2 separate regions of the Mus musculus genome follow, and region 1 is linked to region 2. Evidence: chromatin contacts called from public HiChIP or PLAC-seq data. All regions are on one chromosome and are shown on one strand. The core of a region is the stretch at or near the end of the contact, and the rest is flanking DNA. Distances in the headings are between cores, read along the strand shown. Region 1 overlaps Igf2bp1 (insulin-like growth factor 2 mRNA binding protein 1). Region 2 holds the start of B4galnt2 (beta-1,4-N-acetyl-galactosaminyl transferase 2).

Region 1 (5,172 bases), core at 1,326-3,825, 68 kb after region 2:
TCTCAGCGTAACGGCAGCAGAAGATCGAACATACTGTTTTGATGCTTGCTACAGCGGTCCCATACTTCTCTCTCCATCAAAACAAAGCCAAGAAGCTAGAGAAAGGGTGCTTGGGGCTCTTATAGGACAGGAGTCCCGCTCCTAGAGCCCATGTGAGAGGCAGCTCACAACTGCTTGAACCCCAGCTCATCTCCAGCACCTGACCCACTGGTTACATACCCACACATACGTACTTAAAATAAAGCAAATCCAAAGTCAAGTAAGACGGTAACTATTAATTAATCCAACACCTCTTTAACTAGCACCTACTTCAAGCTGTACTTTGCTCGCAGGACTGGGGCACAGCAATGAACAAAAGTGGCGGAATGCCTGACCCAGGCGCTCACATCGTATTAAGGGAAACAATATATGCGAACAATTGCATAAGATAATAATAGTACAGTGGTTAAGCCCTTGGCACAACTAGGGATCTAAACCACTTATTAGCACATTAGAAGATTACTTAAGTTCTTTGAGACCTGGTCTCCCCCCGCTTTGTACAACAAGGATAAACCCCATTCACAAGTGGGAGGTGGCATTAGATAGTGTTTGTAAAGCGCTTAGGAAAGACTTGGGGTGAATTCTTAAAGTGTAACAATAGATGCATCTATGAATGGCTAAAGTTCTCCAGAGTGATCAACACACAGCGCAGCATCAGGACCACCTTTTTTCTCCCAGGTGACTATACTATACTTACTCCATCCCAGCTTTCAAATGGCTCTGAAAAAACTGATTTCCCTTGAGGAATGCAGGTTCAAGGCTAAGGTCCAGAGTGACCCAGAGAGTCTGCTCACCACCCAAATCAATACCTTAATCTCTGAGCTTAAGACATTTAGATTGACTTGATGGGTTAGTCAATTGTCATTTAGATCTCTGTGTGTCTTTGATCCCGTACAAACCTTTAGTTCAAAGACGAGATCCAGGGCGGAGATCCAGGGCGTTGGAGAGATGGCTCAGCGGTTTAGAGTACTGGGAGCTCTTCTAGAGGAGCAGGATTTAATTGCCACCAGGCCCAGGATGAGTTACAACCTTCTATAATGAGGGGGATCAGATGCCCTCTTCTGGCCCCTACAGGCACTGCATGCACAAGGCACACAGGCATACAGGAAGGCAAAATACCGGTGTAGTGTACCCAAGGTGAGAGAATGCTGAGTCACGTATGCTCAGTGGGCTACCAGAAGAGCTGGCATCAAGCTGTGGGGTGGGGCAAGCAAAAAGGAATGCAAGGCCCTAACAGTGGGTGTGTTGGCCTTAGTTGTCCTAGGCAGTCCCTACCAAAGCAGGGTCTAGTGTAAAATAGAAGGGTCTCTGTGATCCACTGAGTCTGAAATTCTGAGAGCGACAACTCCTTGTTGACAAGCTACAGCAGGGAAAATCTGGGAATGACATAGCTAAAAGAGTGGAGCAGTGGTGTCCCCGGCTCCTTTAGCTATGTCACCCCTGACCCAAACCCAACCTCTTCCTCCTCAAACTCAGCACTCAAGAGGCAGGGGCAGGCAGATCTCTGAGTTCGAGGCCAGCCTGGTTTACACAATGAGTCCCAGGATAGCAAAGGTTATACAGAGAAATCCTATCTTGAAAAAGAAATAATAAAAAGCTAAAGGAAAGGTGGATCTGTTTGAAGGAAAACCTTGGTGGTTTGTGAACTTGACCTAACAAAGTTAGAGTAGATACAGTGAGGATTGGAAACAGTCAGCTGAGTCTGGAGGCTTGAGCCATGATTCCAGGCTAAAGCAGGACTGATGCACGCACAGGCCAGTCTATAGAACAGTAGGCCAGTCGGAAGGTGGCGTTGCAGTGATAGAAGAGGAGGGGAAGACAGACAGACATAACTCCACGAGTACAGCATTTGTCTAGCAGACACAAAGTCCTGCGCTCAAGTCCCAGGACTGCACGGATAGATAAGCCTGTCGACCCTCTGTAATCCCAGCACCCACAGTACTGGCAGGAGAACCACAAAGTCAACACCCGGTCCAGCGGCGTGAGGCGTGCTCTGTGTCAGACACACACGGGAAGCCAACAAGCCCATTGCTGAGTCCTTAGACCCCATTCCACCAGGTACCAGATCCAAGGACTGGCCAAAAGGCAGCTTTGGATCTCCCTGGTAAGGGTTTCTCACAAAACACCTTTGCTAACCAAATAGATACACCGAGTATGTTCAGATGGGTGAAGAATCTGGGAGAAAATGAACAGTGCCCAGCCCCGGACACCTCCCCCCAGGAAGTCCTTCTGGATAGAGGGGAGATGAAGGCAGCCTGCCTAGGAAGAAACAAGGCATACAGCAACCCCAGAACAGGAGCCTAGTTTGAAAGAACCCATTAGTGCAATCCCAGGTCAAAGGCCAAGACTTGCCTGTCCAAACTCTGATTTGGGGCCTTCTATTCAGTATGGCAGGAGCAGGGTGGTAGCAGTGAAATCTAATCTCTGCAAGGATGTTTGTTAATCCATATCCAGAAAGCAATGGCAGGCAGATTGGCTGGAATGTCTGGAATGTTCCAGGAGCGGGAGGGGGAGGAGGGCAGGTCTACCCAACCAATGAAAGAAAGACATCCCAGCAGCCCTCCCTCACCCTCTAGGGCATACACACCCCATCCTGGGAACCCACTCTAGGCTCCTCCCAGACTTCCTTCTCAGCAAAGCCCCCAGCCCTGATTAAAACCCAAGGGGATAGCCTGGAAGAGGACCTTTGTCTTCTAAGCCTGGCTTTCCACTGAGCCTGGTGCTACCTAATTCCTTTCAGGCCCAAACCGCACAGGGCACTGCTGGGACCTGTAACCTAAATTCCCTTGCTTACATTACAACCCCTTTGGATAACTTACTCATCCCACCTATGAGAGGCCCAGAGTTGGCTGCGTTAGGCTGGTGTGCTGAGGGCTTACAGTGGCTCTAAATCTGTGGCTTACAACTCTTTGGGGATCCACAGACCCTACTTACTTACCTACCCTTTCACAGGGGTCGCCTAGGAGCTGATATCAGGACAGAACATTACGGTTCATAACTGTAGCAAAACTAGCTACGAAGTAGCAACAAAAATAATGTTGTGGTTGGAGGTCAGCACAACCTTAGGACCTGTATTAAAGGTCCCAGCGTGAGGAAGGTTGAGCTGGCTTAGAGCTCCTGATGAGTGGGAGCACAACTCACACTTCCCAGGGGTTTCTCCTGGTGGGAGCTAAGTCCAGCAAGCCCCTGACAGTATTCTAAAGGAGACCTGGAGGTAGAGTGGAAGGGGCGGTGACAGTCATTGCTGAATCTAAATAAATGTGTTCACAATGACAGAGAAAGAAAGTCTTCCACTCCTCCATCTCTGCTACATTGACCCTGCTCCAATAAACCCGGGTCTACCAAGGCCAGGCTGAGTAGTGGTTATGTCCTATAGGTAAAAGGGCACCACACCTAAGCACTCTTAGTGCCGGGAGGGCCAAGCCCAGCTCCAGCAAGGAGAGAGAACCAGCTGCCCTGACCCTCTAGCAGCTATAGCGCCGCCAGCAGTGGCCATTAAAGGCAATGGTTAGAACAGCCAAAATGGTTCCTAAGTGCAAACAGCTTTCCCCTGTTCTCTGCTCGCTCTGACCCTCAGAGATCCAGCCTGGAGGGCAGCTCAACAGACTCCTGCTAACCAGGAAATTCACCTGGGGATGTGAGGACACCTGGGGATGTGAGGACAGGGAGGCCAAGCAGGGGAAATATGCCAGGAGAGATTTAAAGAGGCAGAGAGACAAAAGAACAACGCCATACACCCATCACACCGCCATACACCCATCACACCGCCATACACCCATCACATCGTATACACACATGGGGGTGCTTGGGATTAGGAGTATCTCTCCCGGGTCCATTTTATAGAACTGTGTTCATTTTATAGAAATGTGCTACCGGCGGCTTTGTTTGACAGCCCAGGGCCGAGATTAAAATACGCCATGAGTATCCTGTCTGCATTTCATAATCACTGAACGCCAAAGCCAGGAGTAGAACCAAAACTCCATCTACTTTTTTGTTTTGGGTTTCGTTTGCTTTTTGAGACCTGTTTTTTCTGCATAGCCCTAGCTGCCCTATGTAGACCAGGCTTGCCTCGGCCTGGGTGTGCTGGGTGGTGCTGGGATTAAAAGCACGACTCACTATACCCAGCCTGAAGCAGATCTAGTTTTCCAGATGTATAGTTTTACATTTTGTTGAAAGGCCATTTTTCTAGCATACTAGAAACACCAATTAAGATAATATTATCTTCTGTTTTGGTTTTGAAATGAACTTCTATACACTGGAATTACAGGCAAAGATGAGCTACAATGTTCGGTTCTACAGGGTCCTAGGTATCGAGGTCAGGGCTTTGGGATTCTAGCTATACTCCCAGTGCAGTCCGACCCCCATTTTTTTTTCCTGTGAGTTATACTCTGTAGCCCAGACTAGCCTCCAACTCAGAACAATCATCCTGATACTCTACCTGTTCTTTTAAGGATTTAAGATTTAGCCGGGCAATGGGTGGCACACGCCTTTAATCCCAGCACTTGGGAGGCAGAGGTAGGCAGATTTCTGAGTTCAAGGCCAGCCTGGTCTACAAAGTGAGTTCCAGGACAGCCAGGGCTACACAGAGAAACCCTGTCTGGAAAAACCAACACCCACCCACCCCCCAAAAAATGGATATAAGATTTTCAGAGTTCTCTTTTTTAAAAGATTGTTCATTTTACGTGTATAAGCCTGCACACATGTAAGTGCTGAACACGTATGATGAGGTGGTGAGGCTCTGGGGTCTCAGATACCCTGGAACCAGAGTTAAGGGTGGGTGGCTCTAAGCAGCCTTGCGATGCAGATGCTGGGAATGGAACCTGAGTCTTCTTGATGAGCAGTCAGTGGTCTTAACTCCTGAACCAAGCCAACTCTCACAAAGTTCTTATTCTCTGAAAAAGTGCTCCCTTCACCTCCACACCCAGAGCGAAGTGTTGATGGCTAAGTTCCCGGGCTGTGGAGATGGCTCAGTGGTTAAGAGCACTCACTGCTCTTCCAAAGGTCCTGAGTTCAATTCCCAGCAACCACATGATGGCTCACAACCATCTGTAATGAGATCTGACGCCCTCTTCTGGTGTGTCTGAAGACAGCTACAGTGTACTTATAGTAATAAATGAATCTTTGGACTGAAGT
Region 2 (5,423 bases), core at 2,022-4,521:
TGAAACTCCATCACTGAATCGGAAAGAAGCAAGAAAAAAAAGGGGAGGGAGGGAAAAGTGGCTGGGTGGCTGGACAGGTTCACTTTTAAAGGTGCTTGCTGTTAGCATTTCTTCTAGGCTCCGCCCAGCTGTTACCAGGAACAGCCAGGTAGGTGGGGCTCTCTTATTATCTCTGACTCTCTTCCCTCTCTGACCCCATTCTCCCTCCCCGCCCCAACACGTTCCTGCTCAGCCTCTTCTTTCCTCCCCTCCCCCCACCCCACCCCCCACCCGCCTTCTCTCTACTCCATTCTCAACTCCCCTTCCCACGTCCTAGATAAACTCTATGCTGTACTAAACCTGGTTCAGCATGTGTGGCTGGTACCTCAGGGGGAACGAATGCCTCAGCATGGGCCCGCTGAGGAACCCCTCTCACCTCCACATACCTGGCTCTATTAAACATATTCCTGCCTCCTCCTCCTCCTCCCCCTCCTTTTTCTTCTTCTTCTTCTTAATAAAATGACACTTGCTACCCTGAAGCCATGAATTTGACCCCCTGCAACTAACAAGGCCAATGAAAAGTCGTCCTCTGACTTCCGTGTACATGTCCTGCAGACAGGAGCAGGTCGCAGAAATGTTCCCTTCACTGAAGGTAATGAGAATGCATTTAAAGAAATGTGGTGTTGTTCAAGGTCCAAGGGAGGGGAATGTAACGTTGGAATGAAAGCCTTTGCCCAGGACATCTGTTTCGATGCCGGTCGGTGCCAAATACACCACAGTTACCATTTCTCCAAGAAGTTGGGACTTTTGTGTTTCCAGAACCTAGTAAGATACCCAGCACTTATACAGAGAAACCCTGTCTCGAAAAAACAAAACAAAACAAACAAACAAACAAAAAAACCCCAACAACAACAACAACAAAAAGATACCCAGCACTTATACAGAGACCCTGTCTCGAAACCCCCCCCAAAACCCAACAACAACAACAACAAAAAAGATACCCAGCACTTATACAGAGAAACCCTGTCTCAAAAAAAAAAAAAAAAAAAAAACAACAACAACAACAACAAAAAAAGATACCCAGCACTTATATAGAGAAACCCTGTCTCGAAACCCCCCCTAAAACAAAAAACAAAACAAAACAAAAAAAGCTAACAACAACAAAAAAGATACCCAGCACATAGTAGGGACTATCCAGTAGCTAGCTCTTTTTTTTTAAGTGAGTGTGTGAAAATGAGAAAGGGGGTGGGGGGTGGGGGGAGGAGAGAGAGAAAGTTCTTCAACACTGGTTAAATAAAATTCTAGTAAACAATTGCTACAATCCAATCAGCTCCTTCCAGCATGGTTCTCAGACAACCTTCTCCCTCCATTTCCCCCACTGTAAAGTGGAGATACGTGCAGTATATTCTTCATAGGAACTGTTAGGAGAGCTGCTGGGAGAATCCAGAACACAGCCGCTCCACCCTGAATCAGTGCTGCATAGGAATGAGTGCATCTCTCCATCCTGGCCCCCCTCTTCCTTCATCAGGCTTTTCAGTCCACTTTACAGAGACATAATCCTGGAGCCCTCTCCTAGGTGCTCCTGGCGTATAAAATGAATTGAACGTTTTTTTCCACCTTTGGAGCCAAGGTCTCATGTAGCCCAGGCTGGCTTCAAACTCACAATGTAGCAAAAGATGACCTTGAAGAGTGGACAGACATGAGCCATCACACTGGCTTTTGAAATGAGTGGAATAATTAATATATAGTCAGTTTTGTTTAGAGGACACTAATCTCTTCTTGGGTTTTTGTTTTATTTGGGGAAGTGTTTGGCTTTGTTTGTTTGTTTGGTTGGTTTTGTGTGGGTTTTGTTTGTTTATTTGTTTGTTTGTTTTTGAGGGAAACTGTCCCATTTCAGAAATAGAAAGTCAGAAGTTGGAAGAGATGTTTCCCCAAGGCCACACTGGCCAGCACTGTATAGTCAAAACAGGAAAATAGCAGACTTCAGAGATGAAAATCGTAGATCTAAGGGTACAATTCTAGCTCTTTATAAGTGAAGGAAAAACAAAGTCTGGCCCAAAATGTGCCAGCCTTGTGTTCATTAGCATCATTCAAGTTGACTGAGTCTATGAAACAGAAGTCCCAGCTCCTATCTCCTCCCACATGCAGGAAGCAGGAAGCTAGAAAGAATATTGAAGGACTCTGGGATTCCTGAAGCCCTTCCTTAGCAATGCACAGCAGACTCCCAATATCTGCCTTCCTCCACTCTCTCCCTAAATCCTTTGTGGAACAAATGTGTGCTTTAAAAACAAACAAACAACCCCCCCCCCCCCAAACCTGGTCCTGGTGCAGAGTCTGCAAACCGTATACCACTGAGGAACTTCCTCAGCCCCTTTGAAAGTTTTGAGATCAGATCGGATGTCCATCTGGCCTCAGAATTGTGGCCCTCTGCCTTCCAGGTAGTTTAGTAGTAGTGACTGGCCTCTGAGTGTCAGGCAAGCACTTCACCATCAGAGCTACATGCCCCTCCCTTTAACTGCATTTGCTTTTGAAAAAAGAGAGAGAAAGAGAGAGAGAGAGAGAGAGAGAGAGAGAGAGAGAGAGAGAGAGAGAGAGAGAGAAACTTTGAGGAGGTGTGTGTAACACACCAAAATGATTTCTAACTCACACAACTCGTTTCTGATCCTTCTGAGTGTTTTGTAAAACTTAATCGAACACGCCTAAGTTCAGCCTCTTCAGCGTTCCACGGTGTTGTGCGGTGCATTGAGGTACAGCTGAGCCTCTTACTCCTGATGCAACCTTCTGAAACCCATTGGCTCTGTGAGGGCTGCTATAAAACTCTCTGGAAAGGACTCAGGGATCCAGGCTCTTACACTTGCCTAAACCCACATCCTACAGCTGGGTACCAGACTCAGTCAGGTAGGCGCCTGATCCCCGTTCAGCGCACCCGGCACCCCCAAGACACGACCCCACGCTCGGACTTGCCCCCCACCCCCTGGAGATCAACCTCCAAGTCGGATTTTCCCATGGGAAAACCGGTTCCGGGTTTGAGCCGGCGCAGCGTCTGAGACGGGAGAGAGGAGCGGGATGTCTAGCCAGGAAGGCACGCACTGTGCCGGGAGATCCTTGTCACCCACGCGAAGACTCCCCGGGCTCCACCAGCCGGCTGCCTGCTGTCTGAGCACTGCTGGCTGCCGCCGTTACACCTGTTCCTCCCCAACTCCGCGTGCCCACGTTCCTCCGGCCCAGGGACACTCACTACCTGGAAGTCATCGCAGCTCGCTCCAGCCACTTCTGCAGACTGCCTACCGCAGGTCTGGACGCGAGCAGGAATGAGCTGCGAGTCCCAGGGACCGCGCCCGCCTACCTCGCACAACCCCCGCCCAGGCGCTGGACCTTGCCTCGCGTCCAGGATGTGTTCCAACGGTTTTGACACTATTTAAGTTGGTCCACTGTGGCTGTGCGGCGCCAGGAGCCTATGTCCCGGTACATGATCCCTCCGGTGACCAACGCCCAGGCTTTTCCTACTAGAAGAGTTACAGTCAGGTTCTAACGCTTTATTTACTTGTATAAACTATAACAGCCCCGACGACAGTTCTGTGGCTTGATTTTCAGGTGAAGAAATCTAGGCAAGTTGGGGATAATCAGACAGTAAGCAGCGTCTCAACCCACTTTGGTGTATTTTATGTCCTTTGGGTTCGGGGCTAAAAATGCAAGCCATCTCTGCTCACCCCCATTTCTTTGGTGGGCAGGTCTTTTAGAGGGAGATAGAGAGGATTCAGGGTTTTACCCAAACTTCAGGATGAACTAGGTGAAGCTGGAGAAAGTACGATCCCGTGCCACCGCTTTCCTCATCCGGGCAAATGGCTTTCCGCTCTATCTGCTCTCGCTCCAGAGCGGTCCTCCGGGCTTCAAGGCGTGTCCTAGCACGGCCTGGATAACCTGGGCGCTCGCTGCAACCTGCAACCCGCAACCCGGCCCCTGCGCTTCTTTCCAAATTAATTCTCTTTCTCAGCCTCCCCGGGTCATCAAGCTTTTCTGTCCACCCTAGAAAGAAACACAGTTTCGTAGTCCACTCCTAGCTCTCCCTATCATCTCGGGCCCTTCTACAGCTCAAATTTCAGTTCCCTCAAATTCAGCCTTTGTCCTTACCTTTCCCCTAACACTCTACCGCAAATTGTCGTGACAGGAAAACAAAGCCGCATCCGTAGCCCAATCTCTCTTACAATGACCTATCGGACCACATAATGCCTTTTTGCTTGGACGTAGGAAAAAAGCGAATTTCACTCGAAATCGTTCCGCATTTGTGTTTGTGAAACCCTTTTCGAAAGGTGTTGGGGGTGGTTTTCGGGGGGGGGGGGCTCTTCTCCGTTGAGACGAGAATGGGATCCTACTGTTGTTCTGATCCTGCCAAACTGCGTGCATGCGGCTAGTTTCAGGTATGCAGAGGACGGTGTGCAATCGTCTGCTTACACATAGTATACCTTGCCGTGTCCCAGAAAGGAAGTACGGCTAAAAACAAAGTAATCCTAAATATCCAACCGGGTAAGAAAGATATAGTCACTGAGGCAGGAGGATCAGAATCCAGGGTCACCCTTAGTTACACACCAGTTAGATGAATATATAACTCGTAGAATGCAGCGTGGGGGAGGGAGGATCTTTGCCCGCTGTACACCTGACAGGATTGCCATAGAATATACAAGAAACTCAAAAGAAAGAATAAAGCCATTTTTTCCAACTCCATCATAAGTCTGATCTCCCTCTTTTCTTTTCTTTTCTTTTCTTTTCTTTTCTTTCCTTTCCTTTCCTTTTCTTTTCTTTTCTTTCTTTCTTTTTTTTCTTTCTTTTTTTGTTTTTTGTTTTTTGCTTTTTTTTTGAGGTGGGGATGGAAAGGGGGTTGAGAATGAAGTAGAAGCAGAAAAAGAGATAAAGAGAGACAGAGAAAGAGGCGGGGGAGGGGGTAAACACTCGGAGAGAGGGCTGGGGAGAGAGAAGCAGAAGCCAGACGGGCTGGTGGGCGTCAGAGAGCCCCTTTTCTTTTCATGGTGGATATGAATTCAGCTTTCTGGGTAGTGATATGGCGCCTGTCAGGTCAGGACAAGACTATTTGTGGTATTTAGTAGTATGCCAAAGTGGATGCTGACCTGCATGCAGACTTCCTCAGTTTCACAACTGCCTGTGGCTGCTTTTCCCACCCCACTCCCTACCCTAACTGTTCCCAGCCCATGCTGGTCCCTTCCTCACTTTCTCCTTCCCTTAAAACCCTTCCATTTCAGCTGCGTGCTCGCTCTTTCTTTTCTTTCTTTCTTTCTTTCTTTCTTTCTTTCTTTCTTTCTTTCTTTCTTTCTTTCTGTCTTTCTGTCTGTCTTTCTTTCTCTCTCTCTCTTTCTCTCTCTCTTTCTCTCTCTCTTTCTTTCTTTCTTTCTTTCTTTCTTTCTTTCTTTCTTTCTTTCTTTCTTTCTTTC

The links. HiChIP or PLAC-seq counts read pairs in DNA pulled down with a chosen protein or histone mark.
Region 1: an H3K27ac HiChIP or PLAC-seq map of embryonic stem cells shows a contact between it and region 2, with 17 read pairs. The contact joins the enhancer-like site here to the promoter of B4galnt2 in region 2. A contact is called at or near these places in 1 of 39 promoter capture datasets (embryonic stem cells), 4 of 115 datasets of contacts at active chromatin or transcription factors (embryonic stem cells and extraembryonic endoderm stem cells) and 3 of 9 other capture datasets (adipose tissue, liver and pancreatic islet).

Annotation. Positions count from the first base shown.
Region 1 is chr11:95,980,111-95,985,282 of GRCm38.p6, forward strand. All of the region lies in intron 2 of Igf2bp1 (insulin-like growth factor 2 mRNA binding protein 1), which reads right to left. Among named protein-coding and RNA genes, the nearest start is that of Mir3063, 19 kb to the left of the region's middle. Within about 2 kb of position 2,576, at least 105 of the 459 cell types and tissues checked have an H3K27ac peak or open chromatin away from gene starts, as enhancers often do. A contact at or near this core is called in embryonic stem cells and extraembryonic endoderm stem cells, where this site is marked.
Region 2 is chr11:95,911,600-95,917,022 of GRCm38.p6, forward strand. B4galnt2 (beta-1,4-N-acetyl-galactosaminyl transferase 2) reads right to left here and starts at 3,272. Exons shown (of 11, transcript NM_008081.3): 1 at 3,221-3,272. The coding sequence starts at 3,231.